Regions from separate parts of the Anas platyrhynchos genome. Here region 1 is linked to region 2. Evidence: chromatin contacts called from public Hi-C data. All regions are on one chromosome and are shown on one strand. Each heading gives the region's core, a stretch centred on a gene start, on an enhancer-like site or on the middle of the called end of the contact. The rest is flanking DNA. Distances are from core to core; before and after follow the strand shown.

Region 1 (2,904 bases), core at 305-2,804, 110 kb after region 2:
TAACCAAAGCTGATGAGACGAGCTGCCTTCTGTAGCAGTGACTGCAGCTCCCTTCTTAGCTGCATTTGTGTGCTTGGTGAAACAAGGCGATACCTGTCTCTAGCTATGTAGTTAGTTATTCATCCCAATTTCAGTGTATATTTGTCTAAGTACCATGTATAGAGAAGCTGTTCAGTGCTTTGAGACTGTTTTCTTGTGATCGTGGGAAGGGGGCAGTGGTGTCAGGATTTGTAGGAATTCCACGTTATTCTCTGATTGTTTCTGATTATTTGTATTTATTTCTCATCTTTCTGTGCTTTGGATAAGCCACGAAGGCAAAAATAAATTCAGGGCATGTATGCTTCTAAGCAACTTCAAAGCTTTCCTGTACCTTAGGAAGTAAGAACCATGTGTCTTGTTACTAAATACGGTAATTTCTTTTTTCCTTTTTGTCTTCCCAGTGTTCCCAACTCTTGCCCAGCCAGTCCACGTGGTGCTGGATCCTCAGGATATCGTTTTGTTCACAACATTACCTCGGATCTGCAGCTGGCAGCGGAGTATGCTGCAAAAGCAGCATCAGAACAGCAGGCAGATGCATCTGGCGGGGACAGCCCAAAGGTTCAGAGAAACATTACTTACCCAACAGGGCTCATTGGGAGGCTTATTAAGACCTGGCAGTTTATTGCCAGTGCTGAATGCAGTTAAATGAGTCTAAGAATACCCTGGCCATAAGGGCGCTGTGTGCAATATCCTCCAGGGTTTTAAGACCATGCCTTCAAACCAGCATCTTGTTTGTGGTAGATGATGAATCTGCTTTGCTTAGCTGCCCAAAATGTATTCAAGTCATTCACTAACAGGGTTAAGCAAGAATAATTTGTCTTGCTTGTTTGATAAATCAAGAACCCATAAAGAAATGGAGCATTAGAATTCAGTCTTGTTTTCTCCTTTTAATTAATGGTATTTTGCAAAACACAGTTGAGGAAAAGGGAAACAGGAAGAAACTAGATCCTTGTCATGAGAAATCTGTAGTCAGACTTTAAAACAAACACCTGTCAAGCAAGCGTTAAATGAGGAGAGTCGCAATGGAATTTAGATTAAAAAATAACTGAGTTACTATGATAAAACTTAATTTTGGTGAGCTGATCTTCAGATCAAAGTTAAAGGTCTAGGTTCAAAACCACCTGATTTGAGATTGGGTGGAGAAGCACAACACTAGATGACTTCTTTTTGTAGCTTGAATTCTCCCTTGAGACAAGAAGGGCTGTTCTTGACGGAGTAGTGCGAAGGGCTGGGAATATGAGATCTGTAAAACAAATTGAAGTTCCTAGAATGAAACGAGTCTTGCTGGAGACTGAAGGGCCAGGATCAAGTTTCATGTTGGGCTTGTGGCTGGAAGAGAGCTGGTAGAATCTTGCATGAAACTTTCTGACAAAGTTTTAGTTGTAATTGGGCAGAATTCAAGTCTTTAGTTTCATGAACCCTGGAATCACTGAATGTGCACCATGCCCTGTAACTCTTTGCTTCCAATTGCTTGTCCTTGTTCTGTCCCTTGTGCTGATAGAAGCACATGTGGCAAATTCAGTGGAGAATGGAAGCAGATTAAAGTTACCATTTTTGTCTGTGTTTGGTAGTGGGGATGTTGGAAGGGAGAAGATAATTTAATCTGTTTTAAGTTCTGTTTGTGCACACGTTTGCCCTAAACTGTGAGGTGACAGTGCAAAGCAGGAGTGAAAGAGAAGAGGAGGGCTTTTTTAATTGGGGTTGCTGGTAAACTTTAGTGTAGGAAGTAACTAAACTTTTTTTTTTTTCCTTAGGACGAGTCCAAGCCACCCTACTCTTACGCTCAGCTAATTGTGCAGGCTATCTCTTCAGCACAGGACAGGCAATTAACACTAAGTGGGATCTATGCCCACATTACCAAGCATTACCCATATTACAGAACTGCTGACAAAGGCTGGCAGGTAAGTTTTTGATATGACAAGCTTTTAAACTACTTTGTCAGGTCTTATCTACTTTATAATACATTTATTAAAGATTTGGAGCACTGAGAATAGAGCTGCTTTGACTATTCCCAGAATTAATTTGTTTAACATAAGCTAACTAGTTTGTTTGTGGGTGATTAGTTTTTTGAAATATTTTATAGGGCAATGTAGTGTTACCATTGGGCTGTTTTCTGAAACTCTTCTAGTTCCATAGTCAGCTGTCTTTCATATTTGTTTATTTTTTTATTTTTCCACGTCCTTCCTATGGTTAACTCCCCTGCCCAGATACTTGCCTGAATTTTGCATAATCCTGCACATTGTCTGTCTTTGGAGTAGTCTGTCCAAGCAGATGTCCAACCTAAAACTGAGATCATATTTTGAAATCCTAATATTGCCTTAAATCATCACAGGTGTATTCTTTTCCCTTTTTATCTACTGCATTGCCTAAGTCAGTTTCCGAGTTTTGAATCTCAGAATGGGAACTTGAGGAAACTTGAATCTGTGCCCTCCATGTGGTATTAAAGGAAATCTGACCAGCTTCACTGGAGGGTTTGGATGTAGCTAACACATGCTAAATCAGACTAGAGTGATCACTTGAGGGCTGTTTTCAAAGTCTCAGAAATTTCAGCTCCACCTGCTTTCAGACTTTCTTGGCATCACACCTCTGAAATGGGTGTTGTCATTTGAATATAATACACCAATGCAGCTGAAGAGCCCCTTGCAACTGCTGATTTCATTGTGTTCAACTGGCAGGAGCAGTATGGCTTGGTGCACTTTGAGTACAATTGGAATAAATACATTCTGCCTCCCTGGCTTTTCCCTGCAGTTCTAATTAACTGTGGAATTCATTTCCTGCCATAACCTGCTCAGCAGAGTTGTGCTTTGTGAACCAGTTGCTGCATCCTGCTTCAAAGATAGCTGCGTTTCAGTGGAGGGTGAAGTT
Region 2 (2,908 bases), core at 33-2,532:
GGATGTGCTCCTGGTGTGGTCAGGATGGTGCCACTGTCACCTGCCAGCCCCAGCAGGACAGCACCGTGGGTTTGTCGGGCTCTGCATCTTGTTTGCTCCTACTCCTGGCTGGTCTGTTAGATTGCCAGTCACCTACAGATGAGCAAATTGCTCCCACCAGACCCATCTGGGATGAAAGGAGTGATTTCCTTGTGTGTGAAGCTTCTGCACAGTTTATTTACTTTCTGAGGGAGCAAGAAGGGGGGCTAGCCTCTCTCTCTGCTGAGGCTTTGCCTCAGTTTCTGTCTGAGAGGAGAAAATACCCAACCACAAACCCAGCTCCTGCTGAGATATCACACCAGTTATTAGCAGAGGTAATTGGAAAATCAAAGGCTTTGTGTGAGGGAAGCAAGGCAGCTAACCCGTGCCTGCAGCCCTCGCAGGGACACATCTGCCCCCGAGCACCTCTAAAACTTCAGCCCCTGACATCCTGCTGGAGGTCCCCAGCATCACCCCGTGTGGGGAGAACCTGCTTTTGGATGCAAAGATACAGGATGAGTGCCTGAGCATGGCCTCCTCAGGTCCAGGTGCTTTGTAAGAGCCCAGCAAAAGGGAAGTAAGGTTCCTTTCACGTGGCAGTTGTAGCCCCATGCTGATGGGGTTTTGGCTGCTCAGTGCAGGCTAGGGGGCAGAACTCAGGCACGTGCCCCTGTAAATTGCTTAATTGATTCCCATCTGTCACTGATTACATAAATCACCAAGCACATCATGGCCGTGCAAAGCTGGGCACCTCCAAGATGTCTTCCTAGGAAAGGTGTCGGCGCTGCCTCTTGGCTCTTCAGTACAGGTCTGGAGGTGAGCCTGGACGTGTTTTGCAAACAGTAGGGCAGAGGCAAAAAATGCTGCTGGCCCAGGGGCACAGCCCCATGCAATCTGTCTAGGAACCTGGCAGTTCCTAGCATTACCTAGCCCCTCCTGATCACACCCCTTGATAAAAGCGATGGACGTGGTGAAAGCACAGCTGGGGGTGAGCTGGGCCACGGAGAGCACGGCCAGCAGCAGGTGGCTGCAGCGAGAGCAGCTGGCAGCTCCCTGCACAAGCCTCGCCACTCCCAGGAAGGTGTTTTATGGATGTCTTCCCCCTTTGCTACCTTTTCCCCTGCTGAAAATTGCACCTTCAGCAGTTTCATGTCACAAAACCTTCAGGGCTGGGCATGGTATTGGCACCATCCAGGGACAAATCTGCCCAAGGGTTAAAGTCTGAGCAACCGAGGCAGCACAACTCCTCCTTCCGCGTCATCTGAGCGCGGCTGCAGCTGAAGGTCAGCCCCAAACCTCATAAACCGAGGCCTGGGCGGTGCAGGAGTCAGGTGCTGTCAGGCTGGGAGGCACGATGAATCTCTTGCCAGACTTCTCCCTAGCCACTTGGACACTCCTCATCATTTTCTTTAGCCTCCTGATTCTGTGAGTAGAGGCTGGTCCCGACGGGTGCCTGGGGAGGAGAAGTCCCTGTACGTGGGCAGCCAGGGCTCACAGGGGCATCACACTCAGTAGGAAGTGCCCTGGTGCATTAATTAGTGTTAGAAAAACAATCCTGACTCTTCCTGTGCTACCTGCAAGGCTGAGATGAGGACTGATAAAGGGGGTGGGTGGGACGAAGGAAATCTTTGCTGGAGGAAGTCAGAGAGTATTGCCTGCCTCCCTGTCAGCAAGAAACAATTGGGAGGATTAAAAGGAACCTCTGTGTTTTGTTTTGTTTCTTTCTTTCTTTCGTTTGTTGTTTTTGCTTTGCCACACAGAGCCAAAGGGAGGAGTAATTCTATTTTTGCTGCAGCAAACTGCCTGGTTGCAAAGGGCTGGGCTGTGCAAGCTGGGAGTAGGCAGCAAGTAAAGTCTGCCCTGCTACTGCAAGCAGAAGCCCCTGCTTAAATAGTTATGCTGGCAAAATTGCCCTTTTGCTTACAGCACTCATGGGAGCTGTAGTGAGCTAAGCAGGCAAAAACTTAATTTGGCTCTTTTAATTTATGCCCCTGCTTGGCTGCTGTGCTGCTCTGGCTCTTCCACCTGGGCTTCACAGGAGGTCTTTGCAAAGCCAAGGGCAGGTCTCAGCTTGGGATCTTGGTCCCTCTGAGGTTTCCTTCAGCCTCCTGAGTCACCGTTGTCTGACCTGGGCAGTGGGATGCAGCCCCTGAGCAAAGGTCTGAGATGTCTGCATCTGCCTAGGCTGGGCTGCAGCTGTCATCAGCCCTTGTCTTGTATGGAGATGTACCCCAAATGGTCTTGGGTTTCTTGAAGTAGCAGAGCAGCCTCAGCAGGTCTGTCGCTGCTTGTCCATAATTTCAGCTTTTTCTGTGTGGCAAGAAGCAGCCAAGTAAGCTGCTCACTGTGCTTAGAGTGAAGAGCCTTCTCTTCTTGTTACGTAAATGCATCTCACACACTGGCTTTGCTTGGCAGCTATGGGATATGGCCCTACCAGACCTTCAAGAAGTTGGGCATCCCCGGGCCACGGCCTCTGCCGTTTTTGGGAACACTCTTGGAGTACCGGCACGTGAGTATGGGCAGCTGCTGATCCACATCTGCCTTAGGGGCTTACGTGTAGGTGGTGCTGGTTTTTTCCGTTCTTTGGTCACATCTTTCCCCTATCCTTGGTTCCTTGGTAATGGCAATGACGTTTCCAGGTAGGAAGCTCCGTGGATACGCAGAGAACACAAAAATTACTTTAAGGTTCTTGCTGACCTGAACGAGGGGTGTTGTGTTTTTCACTCACTTCATAATTTGAGCTATTAGCTCCCATTTAGATTTCTACCCACTCCTCAGCAGCTGAAGAACTGTTGGAAACAAAGAAAAAATATATTGAGGAGCTACCTAAAGCTGCCACTTTCTGAGAATTGTGTGCTTCTTCATGCTTTGTGTCACACCCCAGCAATGC

The links. A called contact is a pair of places that touch in the nucleus more often than the background predicts.
Region 1: a contact with region 2 is called in a Hi-C map of skeletal muscle, with 2.6 times the contacts expected there. The contact joins the enhancer-like site here to the promoter of LOC101799374 in region 2. A contact is called at or near these places in 3 of 8 Hi-C or Micro-C datasets (liver, skeletal muscle and subcutaneous adipose tissue).

The regions. Positions count from the first base shown.
Region 1 is chr15:16,157,402-16,160,305 of IASCAAS_PekinDuck_T2T, forward strand. FOXK1 (forkhead box K1) reads left to right here. Exons shown (of 9, transcript XM_072024016.1): 3 at 441-597; 4 at 1,794-1,940. Among named protein-coding and RNA genes, the nearest start is that of AP5Z1, 20 kb to the right of the region's middle. Within about 2 kb of position 1,555, at least 3 of the 8 cell types and tissues checked have an H3K27ac peak or open chromatin away from gene starts, as enhancers often do. A contact at or near this core is called in subcutaneous adipose tissue, where this site is marked.
Region 2 is chr15:16,047,750-16,050,657 of IASCAAS_PekinDuck_T2T, forward strand. It overlaps LOC101799374 (cytochrome P450 3A30), which reads left to right and starts at 1,283. Exons shown (of 13, transcript XM_005020116.6): 1 at 1,283-1,443; 2 at 2,434-2,527. The coding sequence starts at 1,373.